Regions from separate parts of the Hordeum vulgare genome. Here region 1 is linked to region 2. A link is a contact called in public Hi-C data. All regions are on one chromosome and are shown on one strand. The core of a region is the stretch at or near the end of the contact, and the rest is flanking DNA. Distances in the headings are between cores, read along the strand shown.

Evidence for each region. Hi-C and Micro-C count contacts between places; a contact is called where the count stands out from the background.
Region 1: a contact with region 2 is called in a Hi-C map of leaf, with 3 times the contacts expected there. The contact joins the promoter of LOC123407827 here to the promoter of LOC123411206 in region 2. A contact is called at or near these places in 3 of 6 Hi-C or Micro-C datasets (all in leaf).

What each region holds. Positions count from the first base shown.
Region 1 is chr7H:434,391,507-434,398,004 of MorexV3_pseudomolecules_assembly, reverse strand. It overlaps LOC123407827 (glycosyltransferase BC10-like), which reads right to left and starts at 4,124. Exons shown (of 2, transcript XM_045101053.1): 1 at 3,134-4,124; 2 at 1,406-2,432. The coding sequence starts at 3,709. The coding sequence ends at 1,791. LOC123407405 (phospholipase SGR2) reads right to left here. Exons shown (of 23, transcript XR_006612595.1): 23 at 5,504-6,246.
Region 2 is chr7H:434,121,645-434,128,508 of MorexV3_pseudomolecules_assembly, reverse strand. LOC123411206 (far upstream element-binding protein 1-like) reads left to right here and starts at 2,169. Exons shown (of 7, transcript XM_045104150.1): 1 at 2,169-2,498; 2 at 2,663-2,895; 3 at 3,246-3,431; 4 at 3,540-3,635; 5 at 3,711-3,782; 6 at 3,871-3,987; 7 at 6,342-6,864. The coding sequence starts at 2,249.

The DNA of each region.
Region 1 (6,498 bases), core at 2,875-5,374, 270 kb before region 2:
ACGACCGATGGCGAAAGGAAGGAGAAATGTACGCATTTCAACTGGTATGAGAAAGAAAACTACACGCCCACCATGCTCACAAGAAAAGGCTTCATTTTTCCTCGACTCCAACACCACCACTTGCAAACACTATGAGCGATGGATGGATGAGGCATGGTTTGGAACGGCTCAAAGCCTACCATAAAGCCCCCAATTCACTACTCAAACCGCAGTGATGTCCAAGGATCATTCGCACACAGGAAACGGTTCCATTCCTTGCGGTTTTCCAAATATGATGATCCTGCTGCAGGCTCAGCAGTATCATTCGGGAATAAATAAACAAAGAAGCTGCCCCTTTTTTATTTTGTTTTGTTTTCCCAAAAGTACTGTAATGACTCTTATCACAAGGCATCGTTTTCATGGACAAGGTCAGCAATACAAGGAAGCAGCAACAGTCACTTTCATCCAAAATCCCAACCATTTCCATTCCTTGCCATTCTATTTTAACAAATACCACTAGAATTCCACCAAATATCTAACCTAAACAAACACCACGTAGGTCCATACACGGATTATAGCAATTTGTTGTTCAGGTCAGACAGACATCACACACAAAAATGATAAATAATCCATAGACTTTCTATTTCTGAATGAAATATTCATAGACCTGTACCTGTGGATTATATTAATCCACTGACTCAGGGCATGACAAGAGTGTGTGTGTCCAGCCTAAATCATGTCTACCATGTTCGCCAACCAATCCTAGTTTTGTGCAGCTGCCAAGCGCACAGGCCAATTAAGCATGTTCCTCCAACATTATGCAATCTCACATGCAAGCAAGTAACAATACCTATTTATATGCCTAAACAAACAATAAGAATTTGTAGCAAGATACATGGCCTATATACTACTCCCTCCGTCCCAAAATAACTGTCGCAAATTTTGTATGCAAATTTTATACTCCCTCCGTTCCTAAAATAAGACCTTTTAGAGATTGTACTATAAACTACATACGGATGTACATAGACATATTTTAAAGTATAGATTCACTCATTTTGCTCCGTATATAGTCTTATAGTGAAATCCTAAAAGGTCTTATATTTTGGAACGGAGGGAGTACCAAATTTAATACAAATATTACACTAAAGCAGCAAACGCTTATTTTGGGAGAGAGGGAGTACTACTCATGTGTGCCTTTTGAAAAAGAAGCAAACTTTTCTCCCTTTCCTGTGGAGACAGTGCCCACACACAAGGTGGTGGCATATTCTGCCCACACACAAGAAGGTGGCATATTCTGCCCACATCCACAAACTTCTCTATCTAACTTTCATTTCATGGACTAGAGCCTGTTGCTTCAAGATTTTGAGGCTGTGGCTATGTATCAAGTGCGCAGCGCCATCCGGCAACGCCAAGCCAAGCCAAGCAATGATTGAGAAGTTATATTCACATAAAATTAGCATCCTGACCAAGTCGTTACAATAAGAAAGATGGGGGCAGAAGAAAAGGAGAAAAAGATCTATCACAGAGCTATTGATATAACAAAAAGAATGGGAGGTGAAAAAGTCCTCTCTGGATGTTGTACTGCCATTCGTCCAATACTCAGGAATCAGCCTCAGGATAAGTGAAGTAAATTTCACCATCCCATACAGCGTCATCCGCCAGCCAAAGCATCCTCGACAGCAGTCTCTCGTCTATCTAAGAAGAGACACATGTCCCTGATCTAGCAGAGCACCTCTAACCGGTACCGGTACACGAGCGAGTGATCGTCCATGGAGATAGCTCGATAACATAATGCTGATTCGAAGCCAAGCTCAAAAGTCCAACACCGTCGAAGTGAGGTTCATCAATGGTCCCAAAGCACTAGGAGCAAACTTCCTGGCAAAGAGGTAGCACACAGAGGTGTGCTTCGAGTTGTAGAGGCACTGCGTACCGTTGTTCCTGATGGCCTTGATGAAGTCCACATTGATGTTTCCAGCACCATATCTCGCTGGATGCGGGCCTCCTCTTGACCAATCAACCCATGTGATGGTCCTGTTGGCGTTGAGCGACCCATGGAACAGATGAAGATAGGTTGGTATGTAATGCTCGTCCGGGTAGCAAGATGGCCTGCAATGCTTCCGGAAGATCGAGTAGTACTTGAGGTCCGCTACGACACGGACGGCCAGCTCACGGTTAAGCTCGAACCACTCAGACCCTTTCCTCCATTGCTCTGGCAAGATGTGAGGGGCCATCCGGCGGTTGTAGCGGCCAGCGCTCTGAGGAGTGTCGATGTTGTAGGACTCAACGAAGCTGTGTTCCGAGTTTATGAGATACTCATAGACGGTTGGGAAGTTGAACACCGGAATGCAGCTCTCCGAGAGCAGAACAAAACGCTCGTTCGAGAAATCCAACAACGCATTGGCCAGCAGGCGCTTCTCAGCATCTACCAGGGTTATCGATCCCCAAGACACTTCCTGCATTGGCAATAAACAAGGATCAGAATATGTAACGGAACTAGCCGTTGATCAGGGTACCAGAACCGCACATGGAGGGCACTCACACTGTTATTAAATACTAAACGAATGCACACATCGCATCGAAATTTGAGGTTGACACTTTAGCCCAACATACATAAACATAAAAGAAGAAGAGAAAAGCAGATTGCACCAATAAATAAACTCCCAACCATAAGACATCCTTGACTAATTATTTAAGCAGAATACTGTAGATTAAGCATCTCTAGAGGCTAGAGGTGGACAGATTCAAGCAGAATACTGTAGATTAAGCATCTCTAGATCACAATATTAGCAACATTCGTGAGCACCACTAGTTGGAGAATCCATCGAGTAGTTTACCCACCATCCTGGCATGGGGTCAAGCAAGCATATTCCCCTAGAGGCTAGAGCAAATACATACTACACATATCCCAATCATGAATCAAGTTGAGCACATGGCAACCACCAACTAGCACGACAACGGTTGTCCGACTCACTCCACCAAGGCACCAGCTAACGAATCAATCAGCCACAAATTTCACGGTTCGTTCAACTAACTAATAACAATCTGATTGTGCTACGACTGGATAACTGAAATTTTCACTACTGTAAGTTAAGTTAAGGTAAATTATGTTTATGACGGAAAGAAGAGAGTGTGAGAAGGAGGTTGATTATAGTACCTCGCTGGGGATCTGGCGGCCGTAGAATGGGGACGTCTTGGAGACGTTGAGCTTGTAGTCCGGTATGGTGTGGAGGTAGACGGAGAAGAGGCCCTGGTGTCCCCGGAAGAAGCGCTCCCAGAGGGGCGCGAAGGGGAGCGGGCCGCGGGTCATGAAGAGGAAGGCGACCTTGGGGACGCGCTGGAAGGGGAACTCGTCGGCGGTTGGCACGAGGGTGGCGCGCCAGAAGAGCTCCTCGTCGGTCATGGAGTGCGCGAGTTGGGGCGGGTGGACGAAGGCCTTGAATCCGGGGCCGCAGTCGCCCGTGGCGCCGCGCCGGTCGCAGGAGCTGTAGGTGGCGGTGGGGAAGAAGAGCTCGGTGTGGGAGTTGTAGTAGTAGCGGGAGACGTTGGCGCTGACGGAGAGGCCGATGACGACGCCGGCCATGAAGATGACCATGGCGGTGACGAGCTTGAGCAGGCCCGTGGACCAGTCCTTGCGCGGCGTGTTGGGGAAGTAGTCGCCGTCCTCGTCGCCGCCGCCGCCGCCCCCGCCCCCGCCCCGGGACTTGAGCATCGGCTTCGTGTCCCCCCACATCGCGAGGGCCGGCGGAGGAGGAGGATGATCGAATCCGGACGGTTCCGCCGGCGGCGAGATCGAGCAAGATGGCCTGGGGGAGCGGGCAAGATGGGGCCTTTTCGGCGCCGGAATCCGCAGGGAGGCCCCGATCTGGCGGCACGCAGTTCACGGGAAATCGCAGCCGGGCCGGGTGGATCCGCGCGGAAAGGGCCTGGGAAGATGGACGACACGCGGCGAGGGCCCTTTATGGCGGCGAGCGACGCGAGGGGAGGGGAGGGGAGGGGAGGGGAGGAAACGCGGCAAGGGGAAGGCGGGGGGTGGCACTCTTTCTTTCTGTGTTTCTTAGTGGGTAAGGAGGGGGAGGGGGAGGAGGAGGAGGGAATACGCGTGGCGGAGGAGGAAGAGGTCGCTGTCGATTCCGATCCAGCTCCGACTCGAGTCGGGGACGGAGCTGGAGGCCTCGTATTTATGGGAGCTGCCTTGCCTTCCTCGTCCTCCTCCTCCTCCTCCTCTTCTTCTCCGAGTGGTCGTCGCGGAGAAGAGGCCGACGCCGAGGCCGCGGGGGAGGAGTAATTGTAATTGTAATCGATGATCTTACTATTTCTTCGTCGTCTACAAATAAATGACTGAAATCGAGTAGTAGTAATTGTAATTGATTTGGGTGGGAAGAAACGGTCTGGAAGACGCGCGGGCCCACGGTGGCGGAAGCGGCGCCGGGCGGCGACTCGTACGTAAATCCCCCGGCGACGCGCCGGTTCACGCGTCGTCGCGGCCCCACCCGTCAGCGGCGCGCGCGCGGTGACTGGTGAAAGTTGCTCTTTCTTTTGGCGGCCTGGAACGGACGGTCGGCCAGCGACGTGGACGGGGAGACGTGGGAGGGCACTGCCGCGTGGGGGCGCGGGACGCGGGTGGGCCGCACGTCAGTCGCGGAGCAAGAGGCACGTGATGGTGATGGTGATGGTGAAGAGCGGGAGCGGCTGCCTGCCGGTTGGTTTTTGTGCCGTTGGGTGGTGCGGTTCGAGCCGACCCGCCTGGCTCCGGCCAGCGCCGCTCCAGTGCAGTTCGTGAGGCGGGACGGTCGTTGCGTATCGGATGCTACCTAGCTTAATCCATTCCGCCTCCCAAAGAATGCATACTCTACTTGGGGACAGCCACATCGCTGTTGGATCCTGCATGGATCCGACGTATCGGTGGGTGCAAGGCATCCTCATAATCATCATCATCATCAGCAGCAGCAGTTGGCCGTTTGGCTTCATCGGGAATAAGATGACCCTGTACGCCATTGCATATCCTTCACAGGCTAGCTTTAGCATTAAAATGGGGGAACCATACATGGCATCCAATCATTCCACTAAACCCTCACACCCTCGCATCATTATGCTTATGCATGGTGCGACGAGGCCAACTCATCTCTGTAGTCGACCAAGCACGCCGCATGCATTAATTGGTAACTTGTTACGACCAACCAAGCACAAGCTCGGGGCCTCCATGGAGAAAAAACTCAGGCCGGACCAGTGTCTCTTGCGGACAAGCAAGCGGGCAAAGCATGTTTCGAAGTAAGTAGGGATCAGTTGGAGCGAGTCAGCCGCATGCACGTGCAGTGCATCTTCTGCATAGCAGGCTGGTTTGTAGGCGCAAGGGGAGTGACCACGTCAAAACGGTCAGACCCGACCATGCAAATCGCGTTTGCGGTCAAATTATGCGACTGACCAAAACTGCAAGCACGATAGGGACGGGACACGGCTGTCAACGTGGCACAGATTATTTACAGGCAGCCGACTGACCGTCGCTATAACACTTCCGACAATCCAGTTTAGTTCCATATCAACCAGCGTTTATTATGATATCATCAAGTCCAGCTGTTTCTTGACCGAGTTTTCCATGACACGCGAGAGAGAGAGAGAGAGAGAGGGGCTATCATTTAACTGGTGCCAGGGGACAAAAATCAAGCGTACATTGGGTTGGGTATTTCCTTAGACTGCCACATGGCGTTGATGACTCCTCTTTTTGTCCTTTGATGTTTGTTTTACAACCGGAATGGAGAATTTGACATTGGGCAAAAGCTCTGCTACTCTCTACACATGAGGTGAGAATGCACATCTTGCTCTTGTGCCGGTGGAATCGCCATTGGACGTGCTGCACTGCAGGCACGTAACTGAGTCACATCTGTTTTTCCACCTGCTCTTCAACTGCTTAAAACTAATCAGCTCTTTTTTACACACACACACACACACCCTTTTATCTGTACATGTACAAAATTACTGCCTGAGATACAGGCAAACAAGTTATACACATCATGTGCCGGCCCATAATTCTATGTGCAACATCCATTCACCCGCAAATGTGTTCTGACTCTGATCTGTGGTGCCAACAAAGTGACAAGGATGCATACCAGCAATGTATCCCCACTTTGTCCGTAACGGTGCAATGCGTCCCTTTATGCAGGTGCTTTTTATGTACATCACGCTTCTGCTCAGGGTTTTTTCTTTTCGCGGAACACTTTTGCTAGGTGAAAATCGCAAAGACGATGTCACGTTGCAACATACAGTGGTTACCTGAACAGAAAATAAAACATTAGTCTTCGTTGAAAGCAAGCCGGTGATCATATGGACTAACATACTGGACGCAAACAATCAACTACTCCCTCCGTCCCTAATTAACTGTCGCAACGATCAGTGTTAATGGCGAATGGCGAATGGACATGTGAATGCATCAAGTCAATTAAATGGGGCAGGAGGGAGTAGGAGTTATAGTTAAAAAGCTAGCAGTCAATAGAAGATTTAGAGGGGTAAATACAGCAAAATGAA
Region 2 (6,864 bases), core at 920-3,419:
TTCTATTGCAAGTTCCTTACTTGTATGTACATGTTTGCAAGCAATTAGAGAAGAAAGGGGACAGAAGGGTCGATTGTCAATCTAACACTGCACAAACTTCCTTTCATGTGACACCACAGGTGACGCCCCATGCACCAGTATCCGACTAATGGATGAATGCTTCATTACTGTCTGATTTGCTACCACCTTCGGGGACATATCAAAATATACCTAACTTCAAGAAGATTCAATACCCACCATAAAATATTTTAAAGGCTCATAACTAGAAAAAATAATTGCAGGAATAGTGAGATACCGCATTTTTGAATCATGAAAGGCTTGATAATTAGATAAAGTAGAAGCATGCGTTAAAGGAACATTTTCCCCATGAAACTCGATACATGACATTTACTAAAATACCTTTTATCATCATGGGCACACAAGCGACATCTTGATAAGGTAGCAACATGTACATATATATTTCATGACAACAACCGGTCACTCAACTAATATGAAAAAAAGGAAAAACCTGGAAATTGCTTTTGGAGCTCAGTCTTTGTGGAGGCCTTTAAATTTGAAATCCAAAATCCATAAAAATTTCATATGTTTACATTTAAAAAAAATCAAAAAACAATATAGAGATAAGGGAGGACGTAACACACACGTGTGTAAATTTCCAGGAAAAAATACGTTGAAATGAAGCATGTACAAAAAAGAAAAATCTGAAGCTTTTTAACACATGGTATTATTCATTGTCGCAGGCCATGAATTTGTCTTTTTTATGTAGATCATATTTTAATGTATTTCATCTTAAAAATTCACACATATACACGTAACATCCTTCTTTACTTGCATTCATTTTAGATTTTTTTGAAACTAAATATTTGAAATTTGATTTTAATTTTTTTTCAAGCTCCACGATGCTCGGCCTTCAAAGTCCGTTCTCCAAAAAACCATGTTATCAAACACACCCAAATTCGTATCTTTGCGTATATGACGCTTTAGAACAATGCTGAACCATCATAATAAGAGCGAAAAACATATAAGTACAAAAGGAAAGACAAAAAATGCTTTGTTTTTTCAATTACAATCACGTACACCTCCGTCCTAAATATACGATATTTTAAAGATTTCATTATAAACTACTCCCTTTATTTTAAAATAAGTTTTTAAGCTAAGAAAAGATAAAAAAAATAGGTCTATATACATCTATATGTAGTGCATATTAAAATCTTTAGAAAATATTATATTTGGGAATGGAGGAAGTATTATTTACTGCACGCGAACTAACTCAAATACGCGTCTCTCCATGGCACACATAAGATCTTGAGCTTTAGAAGTAAAAATTATTTATAGTGTGCTTGTGGAATCCTTTACAATCACGTACTCCCTCTGTTCCTAAATATAAGTTTTTAGAGATTTTACCAGTGAACCTCGTATAAAGTAAAATGAATAAATTTACCGTCTAAAACATGTTTACATGCATTCATATGTAGTTTCTTAATGAATTCTCTAGAAATGCTTATATTTAAGAACGGATAAAGTATTATTCACTACATGTGAACTAAGGCCCTGTTTGGAACCATAATAGATCATGATAATCTGAATTATGAAGATAGATTATATAATCTGGTTTATAAAAATAATCTAGGTGGACATGTTTGAAGTCCAGATTATATAAATTGTAATTCAGGTCTTACATTGCATAATGACCTGTCTGCCCTCTGTTTTTTTAAAAGAGAAGGATGGTGGTGGTAGGAATGCAATTATCTCCAACTTTACAAGGGTAATGGGTCATTAGCAATCCATAATCTGATTTTAGCTGGTGTAGAATAGATTATGAGTTTTTAATAATCTATCCATCTAGTTTTTATAATCTACATCATAATCTGTTCTATTTGGAGACAGAATAGATTATAAAAACTGGATTATATAATCTGGGTGGTTTCAAACAGGGCCTAACTCAAATACGTGTCTTTCAGTGGCGCATGTAAGATCTCGAGCTTTAGAAGTAAAAATTCTCAAAAATACTTATATTTAAAAACGGAGGGAGTATTATTCACTACCTGTGAACTAACTCAAATACGTGTCTCTCCATGACGCACGTAAGATCTTGAGCTTTAGAAGTAAAAATAAAAATACGCCTCCGACCACGCTTTTATATAACCAAGACAGGCCGGGACACGGGCTCCTCTCTCGCATATCCCCACAGGCGCCTCCACACCCCCGTACGAAAACCGGAGGCGAAAACCCTCAAACCCTAATCCCCATGGCGGACTCAGACGCATCGGCGCCGCCGCCAGAGGCAGCGCCCGAGGTGAAGATTCCAGTCGTAGACCTCGTCGACGCCGTGGAGGAAGACGCCGCATCTGACCCTGCGGCAGCCGCCCCCACGCCACCAGAGTCTGCCGAGGCCGATGGCGACCACAAGAGGAAGCTCGATGAGGTCGACGCGGGCGCGGAGGCGAACGGCGCCGGGGAGGACGCCAAGCGGCCGCGCGTGGAAGGCAACGGCGCAGGTTAATCTCTCTCGCACCCCACCCCTCTCTATCCACGTGCGCGTTGTACCTAGGGTTCAGTGTCTCGTCTCGGCGATGACCCTCTCGTTTCGGAGATGGTCGGTTTCGTCTTAAGCTTGGAATCGTAATCCGTCTGATCCGTTCGTTATCTCTGTTGGGATCAGATGCCGTGCAAAACAGCGAGTCCTTCGAGAAGCCCGAGGAGCCCGTCTCTGTGGTTACCGAGGGTGCGGCAGATGCCCAGAATGCTGAGGTTGCTCCTGCCGGCGATCTGCAGACAAGTTCTGAGGTCAAGCCACAGGAGGCCGCAACTGAAGCACCGCCACAACAGCAAGAAGGTGATGCAACCGGTGCCCTGCAGGAGACTACCCGCCTAATTGATGTGCCCAATACCAAGGTATAACAGTGTCATAGATGAAATCTGTTTTTTGTTGTCGGGTTCTGCTTCATATCAAAATTTGGTAGCCAGTATTCTGTGGGAAACACAAGAGGAAACATAGAAAGCATCAAATACAGAATAACATCCGTGTCTACTACTCCCTCTGTACCTAAATATAAGTCTTTCTAAAGATTCCACTAGTGGACTACATACGGATGTATATAGACATATTTTAAAATATAGATTCATTCATTTTGCTTCGTATGTAGACCACTAGTCAAATCTCTTAAAAGACTTATATTTAGGAACGGATGGAGTATTGATTTACACACGTAATTTGCTTATGCTGATGGTGGAAATTCGTGCAGGTCGGTGTTCTAATAGGAAAAGCTGGTGAAACAATCAGAAACCTGCAAATGAGCTCAGGCGCAAAGATCCAAATCACAAAGGATGCAGATGTTTCTTCAGATGCCATGACTCGTCCAGTTGAATTGGTTGGAACTGTCGAGAGTATTGACAAGGCCGAGCAGCTTATTAAGAGTGTTATAGCTGAGGTATGCTAAATATATCAACTTTCTCATGGGTTTGAAGTAGTTCACGTTCGCTGAACTTATATCTGTAGAAGTTCATCTCTAAGGCTCCATCCAATGCATATATTCCAGGCTGAGGCTGGCGGTTCCCCTGCCTTGATAGCCAAAGGTTTTGGGTCTGGTCAGTCAGGTTCAGAGCAGTTTGAGATGCTAGTCCCTGATAATAAGGTTAGTTTTCAATGTTGGCGAAGAATCAAACTGTTTTGTTTGCCTAACTGTTTTCTGATCTTGTCTATTTCTTAGGTTGGTTTAATTATTGGAAAAGGAGGCGAGACAATTAAAAACCTGCAAACCCGATCGGGTGCTCGAATCCAGGTAGACAATTTACATGTTATATTGGCATTTTAAACAATTATAGCTTATGTTAACTGAGGCTTGAGGGCGGCGGTAAATGTTGATGTAGTTAATTCCTCAACATCCTCCCGCGGGTACTACACTGACCGAAAGGACTGTACGTGTTACTGGCAATAAGAAGCAGATAGAAGCTGCAAAAGAGTTGATTAAGCAAGCCATGAGTCAGGTGATGCGATCCTGCTTTGTTCTTTTTTTGTTCATTATTGCTGTGGTGAAACCTCTGATGCTTGAGGCTGTTGTGATCCTGCCAGGCCTTATATCAATCCTTGCAGTTATCAACTCAGTAATGCTTTATTCTGTCAATTGCCCATATGTACATTTGTGCTGTGATTAGCTGCATGGTGCTTATACCTCTGTGATAAACGTAGTGATATGGATTTAGTGTTGTCGCAAAAAATGAAGTTTGTGTGTTATGCTACCTGGTACGTAATCATAGCATGTATGATTGCCTGTGTATTTCATTTTTATCTTGTCTGATTGGTACACATTTTTTAGCTACATCACCATTTTGGTAGTTTAATTGTATGTTATTCATGGCGCTATGCTAATATTGCTAATAAATGTGATGCACTTAATCCTCATAACTTCTCAAACATTTTTGTCAATTATGTTCAACTTGCTTTGTCTATGACCAGGACTGGAGATGTTTTGCCTGAAAGCAGAGTCTTTTTAGTTGTTTTTTGGAGTAAAACCTTTTATCTTCTGATAATAGAAACTGAAAATTCTCCTACCTGATGCCATTTTTATAACTTGCGTTGATGCTCCCATTTTAACATATACAACAGTTGTGGCTGTTCCATTCCAGCTCTGTATGTTGTAAATTTGAACATTGTTCATGTGTATATGAGCATCCTTTGGCGCAAGTGCATTCTTGATTAAATAGCAATTCGAAAATAGTCACTTCATCGTGCTTGGGGTGTTGTATTTTTGCCCCTTGCCCATTTATGGAATCTGAAGTATTGAGTATAGACTAATCTATGTCTTCTACAATGGGCCTGTATGACATTCTTGGTATATAGAAGTTCCTAACTGGACTGGAAGGTAAGTTCTCCGTTTGCCCTATTTTCCTTGATTGATCAATCAGTCAGTGACATGCAATCGGCTTGGTTGGGTTGTAATAGTTAGTTTTGCCCACATAACTTTGTTGTGGGGTATTTGTTACTGTTAGAGTTAATATTCTCCACCAAACTTCGCCCTGAAATATTAGTATGTCACCTTTTGTTTTGCATGTCACTATAAAATGCGAGTGTTGACAGCAACCTGCGCATCTTGTTATTGTGCTTTCATGTAGCATCAGTACGAACATAATGTGCAGTACGAACTAGGAATAGGAATAAATGGTTTGACTTCCAGTTAATAATGAACAGTTTGTATTTTGGACTTAGGAAAGTTGGATACAGTTACAGAAGCAATAATAGAAGAGCTCATGGTTCTAGTTTAACTAGCTTGCCCTCAATGTTTTTACCTGATCCTTGGCTCTGGCTTTACACATGGTTTGCTCAATTAGCCTCTTGATAACTCGATAAAATCTGATACTGTTTCCTATATCGGAAGTCGTAGCTGACACATCAGGTTCTGTCCCTTCCAGTTTCTGTGAATTATCTTTTGTTGAAGGTGCCAATTGCAGTTGGCTGGGTATACCAATGCAGATTCAGCTAGGCCTTCCTGATGGGGTCATCTCCTTCATCCGTTGCATCACAGCAGAGGGATATTGATTGTTGTCCCTTGCCCTTGTATGGTTTTTGTAGTTGGGGTAACTGGTAAGGCTGCTTATGGCTGAAACGGAAAGAAAAACAATCCTGCATTGGAAGGCTGCACCAATTGTATCATTGCCATGACAAGGATACTGCATCACCATGTCTAGGTTTGCTGAACTAAATTGTTTGCAACTCTATGTTGTCTGCAGAACCACATCTCTATAGCTGAAAAGCTGCGAACAATGTCACATCATTTATCTTAGTTTTATGATGTGTTGCCCCTCACAACTGCAGCCCCTCTCTGTCCCTTTATGAAGTTAGGGCATTAACCTTGTTATCATGTTGTGCTTTGCATGCGATCTTGCCATGTTTTTTATTTCTGAACTGTACGAAGATGTGGAAATATGTTGAATTGTACACATTGTTTCTTTCAATCTGTGAAGCTCCTGTTCCTTTAATTCTACTGAACGAATTTGATGGTCTTGTTGGTATTTGTATTCTAATAATAGTGTCTCATCTCATTGACATTATGTGTTTATTCATGGACTATGGTTGATCCTATTGTGCTTTGTGTTGTACTTTTCCCTTTAGCTGTCCACATAAGGGTATGAAATGTTCAAAGATGTATACTTGTATTTTCTCTCATGGAAGACTACTTTATTTGAATGCTGTAGCTATGAGAAGTTCTTTACTAGCACTTACTTGCAGGTTTATTGCTGTACAATGTTGTTACATCTTATATCTAGGCTTTGAACTGCCTTATTTGTCTTTGTCTTTGCCATTTACTTTTCTTGTTTGGTTTCTAACATACTTTTTTATACAGACATTTCCAAGAAACACAACTCAGTCTGGTGGCTATGGTCCGCAACATCACCACCCTCAGGGTCATGGCCCAGCTTCTCAGTGGGGGCCTCGTTCTCAACCACAGCAGTATGGATATCCACCAAGAGGGCCTCCTCAGAACGCGCCATACTCCCAACCTCCTTATGGTGGTTACCCACAGCAGCCACCACCAAGAGGTGGCATGGGCTGGGACCAGAGGCAAGGCCCTCCGCCTCACCAGGGTGGTGGTTATGACTACTACAAACAGGGATCTCAACCATACGAAAGCCAGCCACCAAACTACCCCCCTGGGCCAGGGAACTACAACAGCTATGGCCCATCACAAGCTCCAAGCTATGGACAGCCTCAGTATCCGCAGTCTGCACCTCCACAGAACTATGGTCCTGGATATGGTGATCCTAGGTACAGTGCTCCAGCGCCAGCCCAGCAGTACTATGGGCAGCCACCAGCCGGTCCGCAGCAAGGCTACCCTCAACAGCCAGATCCTTATGCTAGGCCTCCAT